3 separate regions of the Zea mays genome follow, and all the other regions are linked to region 1. Evidence: chromatin contacts called from public Hi-C data. All regions are on one chromosome and are shown on one strand. Each heading gives the region's core, a stretch centred on a gene start, on an enhancer-like site or on the middle of the called end of the contact. The rest is flanking DNA. Distances are from core to core; before and after follow the strand shown. Region 1 holds the start of LOC100192826 (putative RING zinc finger domain superfamily protein). Region 2 holds the start of LOC100192942 (exo70 exocyst complex subunit family protein). Region 3 holds the start of LOC100384210.

What was found. Hi-C and Micro-C count contacts between places; a contact is called where the count stands out from the background.
Region 2: a contact with region 1 is called in a Hi-C map of root tip, with 3 times the contacts expected there. The contact joins the promoter of LOC100192942 here to the promoter of LOC100192826 in region 1. A contact is called at or near these places in 15 of 25 Hi-C or Micro-C datasets (bundle sheath, ear, endosperm and 6 more) and 1 of 3 datasets of contacts at active chromatin or transcription factors (leaf).
Region 3: a contact with region 1 is called in a Hi-C map of ear, with 1.8 times the contacts expected there. The contact joins the promoter of LOC100384210 here to the promoter of LOC100192826 in region 1. A contact is called at or near these places in 3 of 25 Hi-C or Micro-C datasets (ear, endosperm and leaf).

What each region holds. Positions count from the first base shown.
Region 1 is chr3:170,395,092-170,397,791 of Zm-B73-REFERENCE-NAM-5.0, forward strand. LOC100192826 (putative RING zinc finger domain superfamily protein) reads right to left here and starts at 1,331. Exons shown (of 5, transcript NM_001138017.1): 1 at 1,006-1,331; 2 at 633-801; 3 at 458-524; 4 at 102-324. The coding sequence starts at 1,085.
Region 2 is chr3:170,526,036-170,528,735 of Zm-B73-REFERENCE-NAM-5.0, forward strand. It overlaps LOC100192942 (exo70 exocyst complex subunit family protein), which reads right to left and starts at 1,324. Exons shown (of 2, transcript NM_001138123.1): 1 at 622-1,324; 2 at 1-530. The coding sequence starts at 1,268.
Region 3 is chr3:170,568,854-170,571,553 of Zm-B73-REFERENCE-NAM-5.0, forward strand. LOC100384210 reads left to right here and starts at 1,320. Exons shown (of 8, transcript NM_001322002.1): 1 at 1,320-1,861; 2 at 2,435-2,605. The coding sequence starts at 1,557.

The DNA.
Region 1 (2,700 bases), core at 81-2,580:
ATCGGGGCCCTAACTGATAACGATCCAGGCTCAGTCAGATATATTGTTGCTTAAATAATACACCCCCCAAACGGATAAGCAAGAGCGACAGGGAGCAATACCAGTCTCGGTAACAGTTGATGCACATGGCATGGTTGCAATTCGGAAGGACCATCTTGGTGCAGGTCTCCAGGCAAATGCCACACTCATCCTCCCTGTCATCTTCGGCAACAAGCTTCCGACCGCCGCCGCCGCCGGCGGCGGCAGCAGCAGACCACCCTTTGTCCTTGCAGTCCTTGTCCATCAAGTTGTCCTCCAGTTGTTGCAAGAAAGGGTATATGATAGCTGCATTCCATGGGGTCCCAAAACTATATTAAACCACTGCTGCAGCAGCAGCAGCAGCATCAACAAAAAAAAATCTTGAACAGAAAAAAAAAGCTTCTTAATCACTAGTTTCTATGGTGGATAGTAAGCATACTGTAGAATTCCTTCAGGCTCGCCCTCCTTTCTATGGTGGATATGGAGGCATCTTCATCGACATAAACCTGCGTGTTCAACCACCAAGACCGTGTCAACATTCAAAGCCTCAGGAGATACCAGTCAGTTCGTCGTGGATTCAGCAAACTCTCTCGGCAAGTGCTATTCGTCGGTACCTTGTAGACGAGAACCTCGAGCAGGCCAAGGTAGCTAGGGAGCGTGTATGACAGGGAGCAGCTGCAGTCCATCCATTGGATAAGGTTGAGAAAGATTGGAGCCATGGAGCTGTAGGACAGCCTCATCTGCACGCAGGCACCCCCATACGCCCTGTGTATAGCATGCGCCCTGGAGAAGAGAGAGGGGATTTTACCTATATTCATCAGTAAACGCATAGAACACGAGCCGAATACAATCGGGGACGGAAAACGAAAGGGCAAACTTTTCCCTACTCTACAGCTTTTCCAAAGAAAAATCAGGTAGCAAAGGAGAACGCCGAGAATCAAGAGAGTAGGAAATACAGGGCAAATTAAAAGGGAGGAGAGGACTTACAGGGTGTTGGCATGGTGGATATCAGCTTCAAGCGCCTTGAGAGACCCCCGGAGGGACAGAGGCCTGCCGCCATGGAACATGACTCCCTCTAGAACACAAAACGAAGCTCCTCTTCCGCTTCCTCCACCCCCCGCTATTCCAAGCTCTCAAGCCTATAAAAAACACACAGAGACTTGGGCAAGGCGCAGAAGGGGCGGGCTCGAGCTCAAGAAGCAACGAGCAAGCAAAAGCAAGGCAAGGAGAAGGCCAACAAGAAAAGAAACGATAGACGCAAGCTGCTCTGGTCTGGGTTTGTGGGAAAGTAGTTTTGGGGGAGGGAAACTGTGAAAGGGGGGCCCTTTGTCCCTCCTGCGTCCCCTTGGGTTTTTATATAAGCAAGGAGTGCAGGAGATGTCTTGGCAACTTGCAAATTGTTTTTGCTTGGTTTGCTTGACAAGAAGTGCAAAAGCTTTGGAATAAAGTTTGGGGGAGGGAAGGAGACAAAGGCTGAGGAAAAAAAAGCCTACACTGATAGAGGGCACTCATGGTGCTTAGATTAGGAGCAGTTATGGTGCCGTTCTGCTGTCTCCAAATTTCCACTCTTGCCCAATTGTTAAATTGTTTTAAGACAAAAAAATGACAAAAAATATATTGTAAGTGAAAAGCCTATACGAATAATTTATTTATATGATTTGGATTGTTTATTAAAATCTGGAACACAAAATGTTGCAGACGAGAAAGGTTCTGGAGCAGAATGAGAGAGAGAGAGAATGAAAAAGAGAGAATAATAGTGTGGATAGATTGATGACGGACGGATGGTGATAAAGGGTCGATGGACGGCTTGGGGTAGGGCTCAGATGACACGCAGAAAAAGAGGGGTCCGGTGGCGCAGGCGGCAGGTGGCTGGCTGAGCCTATCCACTAGCAGCACGGTGTGGGACCCGGCGCCGGTTTATGTGGGATCCACAATCATATTCCTTGTGATTCATTGTGGCCATGGAAAGAGATATCCATTATCTCCTGGCAGCACGGTTGCAGAGTTCTTTTAAAAGTATTGGATAAAGCTGTGTTGTTTGAATGCTCTACTGCTAAAAAATTGCTAGATAGCTAGCTAACTATACTAAAATTAGTTAATGGCTTAACTATTAGTTAGAATATTTGAATGTCTTCGGCTAAGAGCATCTCCAACAAAAAAAAAACTCTATATTTGAGTCCTTAAAATTAAAATAGGACATGACTTAAAATGTTTAGGGCCACAAGAACGTCTGTAACTCCAACTATCGAGCCATATATCAAATTTTTAGGAAATAAATAATGTTATTTAGGAGATAAAAGGTTAAAATAGTGTATAAAATGATATAGGACCTGAGATATCGAGCCCTATAATAGATTAATGATTCTTTTGTAAAATAAAGCCATGTCAGAGCATGTTTTTTTTATGTTAGAGTCCTATAGTTCAAAATATGACTCCGTTTAGCTCTAATTTTAGTAGCTAACAGTTAGCTCTAGTGCATTCAAACATAACATAAACGTTGTTCGCATTAAATTTTGTGCTTATATGAAAAGTGTACAATTCGAATTTATTCCCAGTCAAACAAGCTAACGTTTTTGCAAGAAAGAGTGCCAAAATTTATAATAACAGAGAGGTATTTTTTTAATATAAAAAGCTTGGTGAAAAGTAAGATAATCAGGCTCGGTACTACTACTACTACTCTGT
Region 2 (2,700 bases), core at 74-2,573, 130 kb after region 1:
TCAGATCGAGCGTGGTGCGGTGCCTCGCCAGCAGCTCGACGCAGGTCATGGCGTCGCGTGTCAGCGGGTGGACGCCACCTGCGGCGCTCGGCGTGTGCGGGAACAGTGAGTCGCCTTGGATCTTGGCTATGGCGCCGCTGACCATGATCCTCACCGCGCCGGCCAGTTTCGTGAGGATACCTTGTGTCCGCTCCGAGATGGCCTCCTTGCGCGCGCCGCTGAGGAGGAGCAGGAGGCTGGGAGCGGCGTCGGTGAGAGCCTCGTACATGCCGAGCATGTACACGAGCTTCTCGTGCGACGTGATGCTGGTGAATCCGTTGGCGAAGTCGAGCAGGATCAGGATGCGGTTCTCCGCGATGGCCAGCAAGTATTCGTCCCTGAAACCGTCGAAGGCGCCTGGGTTCTGCGCGTACAGCTGCCTCCGCATGGCGACCATGGCCTTCCCTATGATCTCCGTCACCGTCGTCCACCGCTTGATCACGGCCTCAGTCGTCTGCTGCGAGCATTCGACCCGAAGAATTGACAAGAAACTGCACCGTGATCGTCGTCACTCAGTCACATCCGAGCATGGAAATCCATTCACCAGCAGGAAGCCAGAGAAACCAGAAGCGTCGAAGTTACCTGTCTAGCACATCGCAGGGAGCGTTGGCGAACGCCCGGAAGAGTACCTCGGTGCATCCGGCACGAACGACCCGAAGCGCGATCTCGTGAAGGACGGACACGCCTGCGGGGCAGATGAGATCGAGGTCGTCCCAGACCTCGGTGTCCAAGAGGGCCGCGACCTCGTGAGGCACGCTCGAGCTCGCCCTCGACCGGCTCCCGTCGGACGCGTCGACCACCCCGCCGGTGCCCGCCGAGCTGTTCCTTTCGCGGGCGCTGGGGAAGATCAGCCGTGATTGGTTAGTGGAGGCGAGCGAGAGCCTGTGGACGGCGCCGCGCAGCAGGGAGGCGTTCCAGACCCTGACGCGCAGGAACTCCTCCACCATGCGCGACGCGGCGGCGCCGACGGCGCTGTCCAGGCGGCGGCGCGCGGAGGCGGCCTCCGGGAGCGGGAAAGGGTTCTCCGCCGCCAGGAGGAGCACCTCGTCGACCGCCGCCAGGAGGCCTCTGTTGGTGTAGCTCGCCCCGGCGTCCCAGATGCCCGAGTCGGCGCCGGGTGAGCGAGTCCACTGGAGCAGGGCGTGCTCCGCGAGGGCGAGCCGCTCCTCCGCCTGCGTCTTCGGCGCGACGGCGACACCGAAAGCTGGCTTCCCAACGGCGGCCCCCATGCTTGATTGCGAGTGCGAGGACCCGAGTCCGCTGCGCGTTGCGGCGTTGCCGTGTGTGATTCAATATCCGAGAAGGAGATACTGGAGAGGTTAACTAGCATTACTGAGTTTTCAGGTCGCCTAGTGCAGACGGACGGAGGTAGACACCAAAAAGTAGGTAACAACACCGAACTTGACTCTCCCTGCCCCCGGTGTCAACTCCGCATGTGCTGTTTAGTTCGGATGAGATCTCTTGGCGCGGATAATGGTTACAAGTTATAATTATATTGAATAGTAGTATCTAGTATATTTGAATGAATTTAACCAAATAAAAGTATTATTATCTGTTACCCTATATAATCTATTTACGTTATGTTTTGGGTGAGCCAAACACCACCTTATTTTTTTTTAAAGATCGCCTCGCGTCCCGGCTCATCCCCGCCGTGTTCAGGCTGATTGGATTTGAAGATCCCCCGCCGTGTTCAGGCTGATTGGATTTGAAGTCGAGGTTGTCGGCTTTGCCCTAATTAACCAGACGCATGACAAACGCAGACAATCTGCTCCAATCCACCTCAATACATACAGATTTAGATCAATACTAGAACATACAAATTAGGTCAGATTAGTTAACCGTTCGTTCAACTCAGCCCCACCCAGGGAGGCGTTCTCAACTCACGACTTATAATTCTAGTTCCTAACTATTGTCACGTCAAATATATAAATATCAATTATGAGTATTAAATTTAGACTTAGAGACGGTTTGAATGTGTTAGAGCTAATTACTAAATTAGCTAGAGACATCCAAATAGATAAGTTAATTAAATTTAGACTTAGAGGCTGTTTGAATGTGTTAGAGCTAGTAGTTAGAGCGTCTCCAAGATACTCTTTATTTTTTTACTCTCTATTTAACTCTCTATTTGAGTTTGGCGAGGCATGAGTTAGTCATAACATTCATCTAAAAGGAAGTGTTAATAAACCCTATGAGAGGTTGTATGGAACAATGCCAAATGTATCTATGAGGAGCTCTAATTTTCTATATAATAGATATGTATCCTCTCATCATGAATAATAACAGTAAGAAAAAAGATCATCCACTGTCGTTTCATATCTCTCGTGTTTACACCATTTTGGAAAAGAAATGGAGAATTGTTTCGTTCTCCCGCACATTTAAATAGTAAAAAAAGCTAAAGCTATGCACATACGAGAATTCAAACCATGGTTCTTAGCTTCAAACTCACACTAGACAGTTGCTCGTGCTTTGCTACGGTTTTTATATATCATATAAATATGTATTGGGATACTTATTCAAATATAATTATTGTTTATTTCTAAACATTAAGGTACGTGCGGTATGGTGGTTAGCCTTAAATTTTTGGAGCAAGGGGCGTGGATTCGAGTGCTCGATTTGCATTATTTTTACGCGATGTGGTAGGGTCGGGTGCTGGGCAGATGC
Region 3 (2,700 bases), core at 70-2,569, 170 kb after region 1:
CATGGATGTTGAATGACATAGAAGCCATGAGTGGCAGGCAAGTTGTAATGCAGGGTATTATTGCCAGAACTGCAGACAGAACCTTGATTGGAGTGTGATGATACTGAAAATCAGCTGCTTGCACATTGGAAACATGATGACATATCTGAATTACCTGAAACTGACAGGTTTGCACAAGTCCTTGTTGTTTTGTGCACTCTTTCTGTCAGCTGATCAGTAACTCTGACGATCAAAACCAGACCTCATCCTGTCCAATGTCTCCTGCAAAAATTAATATCCTCTACGTCGATCTGAAGATCGTTTGGTTAGCTTGATAGGGGAGATACGTCGAGGTTTAGCCCAATCTCAAGATTGGTTGCGTAGCTTGACAGGTTGATGTTCTGCGTTTACGGCCATGAATTCATGATCCTTTTTGATGGTCCGCGATGCCAAAGGAGGACACTGCTTCTGAAGATCGCTTAAACAAGATAGCTATGACAAACTGCAATTTCGGCAGTTGAATTCTTTTCAGCTCTTCGATTCTTGCCTCAGGAACCAACGAAACTGAACTGGTAAACAGAGCGCGCATATTCTGAGAAGATTGTTTACGCGAGCTTAGAAGATTTAACGAGTTTGAGTTTCGCTACATTGTTTTCCGTTTTCCGAGCTTTTTAGAGTACTACTGCTGTACACGCCACACGCCTTAGGCTGTCCGCACTCATGGAACCCTAAATTTCTACCTTAAAAGGAATATTTCATCCTGATCAGCAAGATTCTCTACTCTATCCTATAATTCTCCGCATTCATATTCACCTTAAATTTCTACCCTATACCAACTATCACATATTCTATTATTTATTTTTCACCTCTCTCCTATCCATACCCAGCTGCCAGCCAACGAGGAGAGGAGAGAGATTATAAAGGTTGGTGTTTACGCAGAGTTGGAGAGAGACAATAGAGTAACGTATAGGGTGATCCACTGCAGCCCTCCACTTCACTGTAAAATTTTAGCGCAGCCTTTCCAGCTCCCCACTGCGGGCAGCCTTAGAAGATTGTTTACGCGAACCACTGCAGTTGGCGTATTCTGAGAAGGCCGCGACTTCTTGAAGTCCTCACTCTGAGGCTGTCCGCACTGAAGGACTCGGCACGCTACGCTACAGAGATAGGGTTTACTCTACCTGCTGCAGTGGCCTACCTTTTGAGCTACGCTATTTTCCAGTAGTAGTGCTGGAACAGCATATGCAGAGTAGTACGGCATAAACCCTATGCACTGCTTGGGTAGTTGGGTGGAATGAAAGAGAAATAAAAAAATAATATAATATGTGATAGTTGGTATAGAGTTGAGATATAGAGTAAACATGACTGCAGAGGATTGTGGTATAGAGTAAACATGACTGCTGACGGGGATAGAATATTTCTCTTAGAGTAGAAATTTAGAGTAGTATGAGTGCGGTGAGTCTCTGACACTAGGGCGCACAAACGGACAACGAACCCAGCTCGAAAAGTTGTCCAGGAGAAACCGAAGGTCGGCGGGATCCGCTCTCCGTTCGGGCGCGAGATCCGCCATCCCACCAGCAATGGCGGCGGGGATCGCCGGCGCGGTGGTGGCAGCGCTCCTGCTTCTGTATCCGGCCAGGGCAGCGGCAGCGGCGGCGGTGGGGGAGGGGCGGCGGTTGCACACTCTGTTCTCGGTGGAGTGCGGCGACTACTTCGACTGGCAGGCGGTGGGGCTCCTCCACAGCCTCCGCAAGGCCCGGCAGCCCGGCGGCGTCACCCGCCTCGTCAGCTGCGCGGAGGACCAGCTCCCGTCCTACCGCGGCCTCCGCATCGGCCACACCCTCCAGGTCCCCTCCTTCAGCCGCCACCCACGCACCGGCGACTGGTAACCCTCGCCGTCACATACACGGACTATCACTCCCCTCGTCGCTGCACCTGCCACGTCTGTTCTATGTTTTTTTTTCTTCGGCAAATTGTAAGAACCAAACAGTGTTGGTTATTCCGATGACCTATTTCACGAGGAGAGGAGGCGTTTTGCTCGTGAAAATTGCTGTCTTGCTTCGGAATGGAATGTGCATTTTAGGTGGAATTGTCGTTCGGTCGAGAAATTTGGAAGCATTTCTGTGGGGGAAAAAACGATTCAGTTTGGTGAATAGAAATTATATGTTAGGAATAGAATTGTCCATCCATGGCCAAATGAACTGTCAAGCTCCAGCATATCAAATGAATGGTCTTTGTAGGTTTAGGTGCTGTGGTTGTGGTATTTTATTTGCCAGGGGTTTTGGATACAATTTAACATGTGTGCAGTCGGTTGTGGTTTTACACTTTTATTGTGATGAGAGATCCTAAATTAATGCCACACTTTGTTGAGTAGTTGGGCTTGCTATTTTTCAAGTTGAGCTTCCTTGTTTCAAATGAAAATGTCCTCATTGGGCATCCCGCCATATTTCGTGTGAAGGTACCCAGCCATCAACAAGCCAGCAGGGGTAGTGCATTGGCTAAAGCATAGTCCAGAGGCCGACAATGTTGATTGGGTTGTAATCTTGGACGCAGATCAGATTATTCGAGGGCCCATTATTCCTTGGGAACTCGGAGCAGAGAAAGGGAAGCCTTTTGCTGCTTATTATGGGTATGTTTTTACTTGTTCAGCTATTAACTCTGTATTATCCTTTTCTGTACCAAGGCAGTTTTAACTAATTGGAAAGGGTGGCACTCCAACCAATC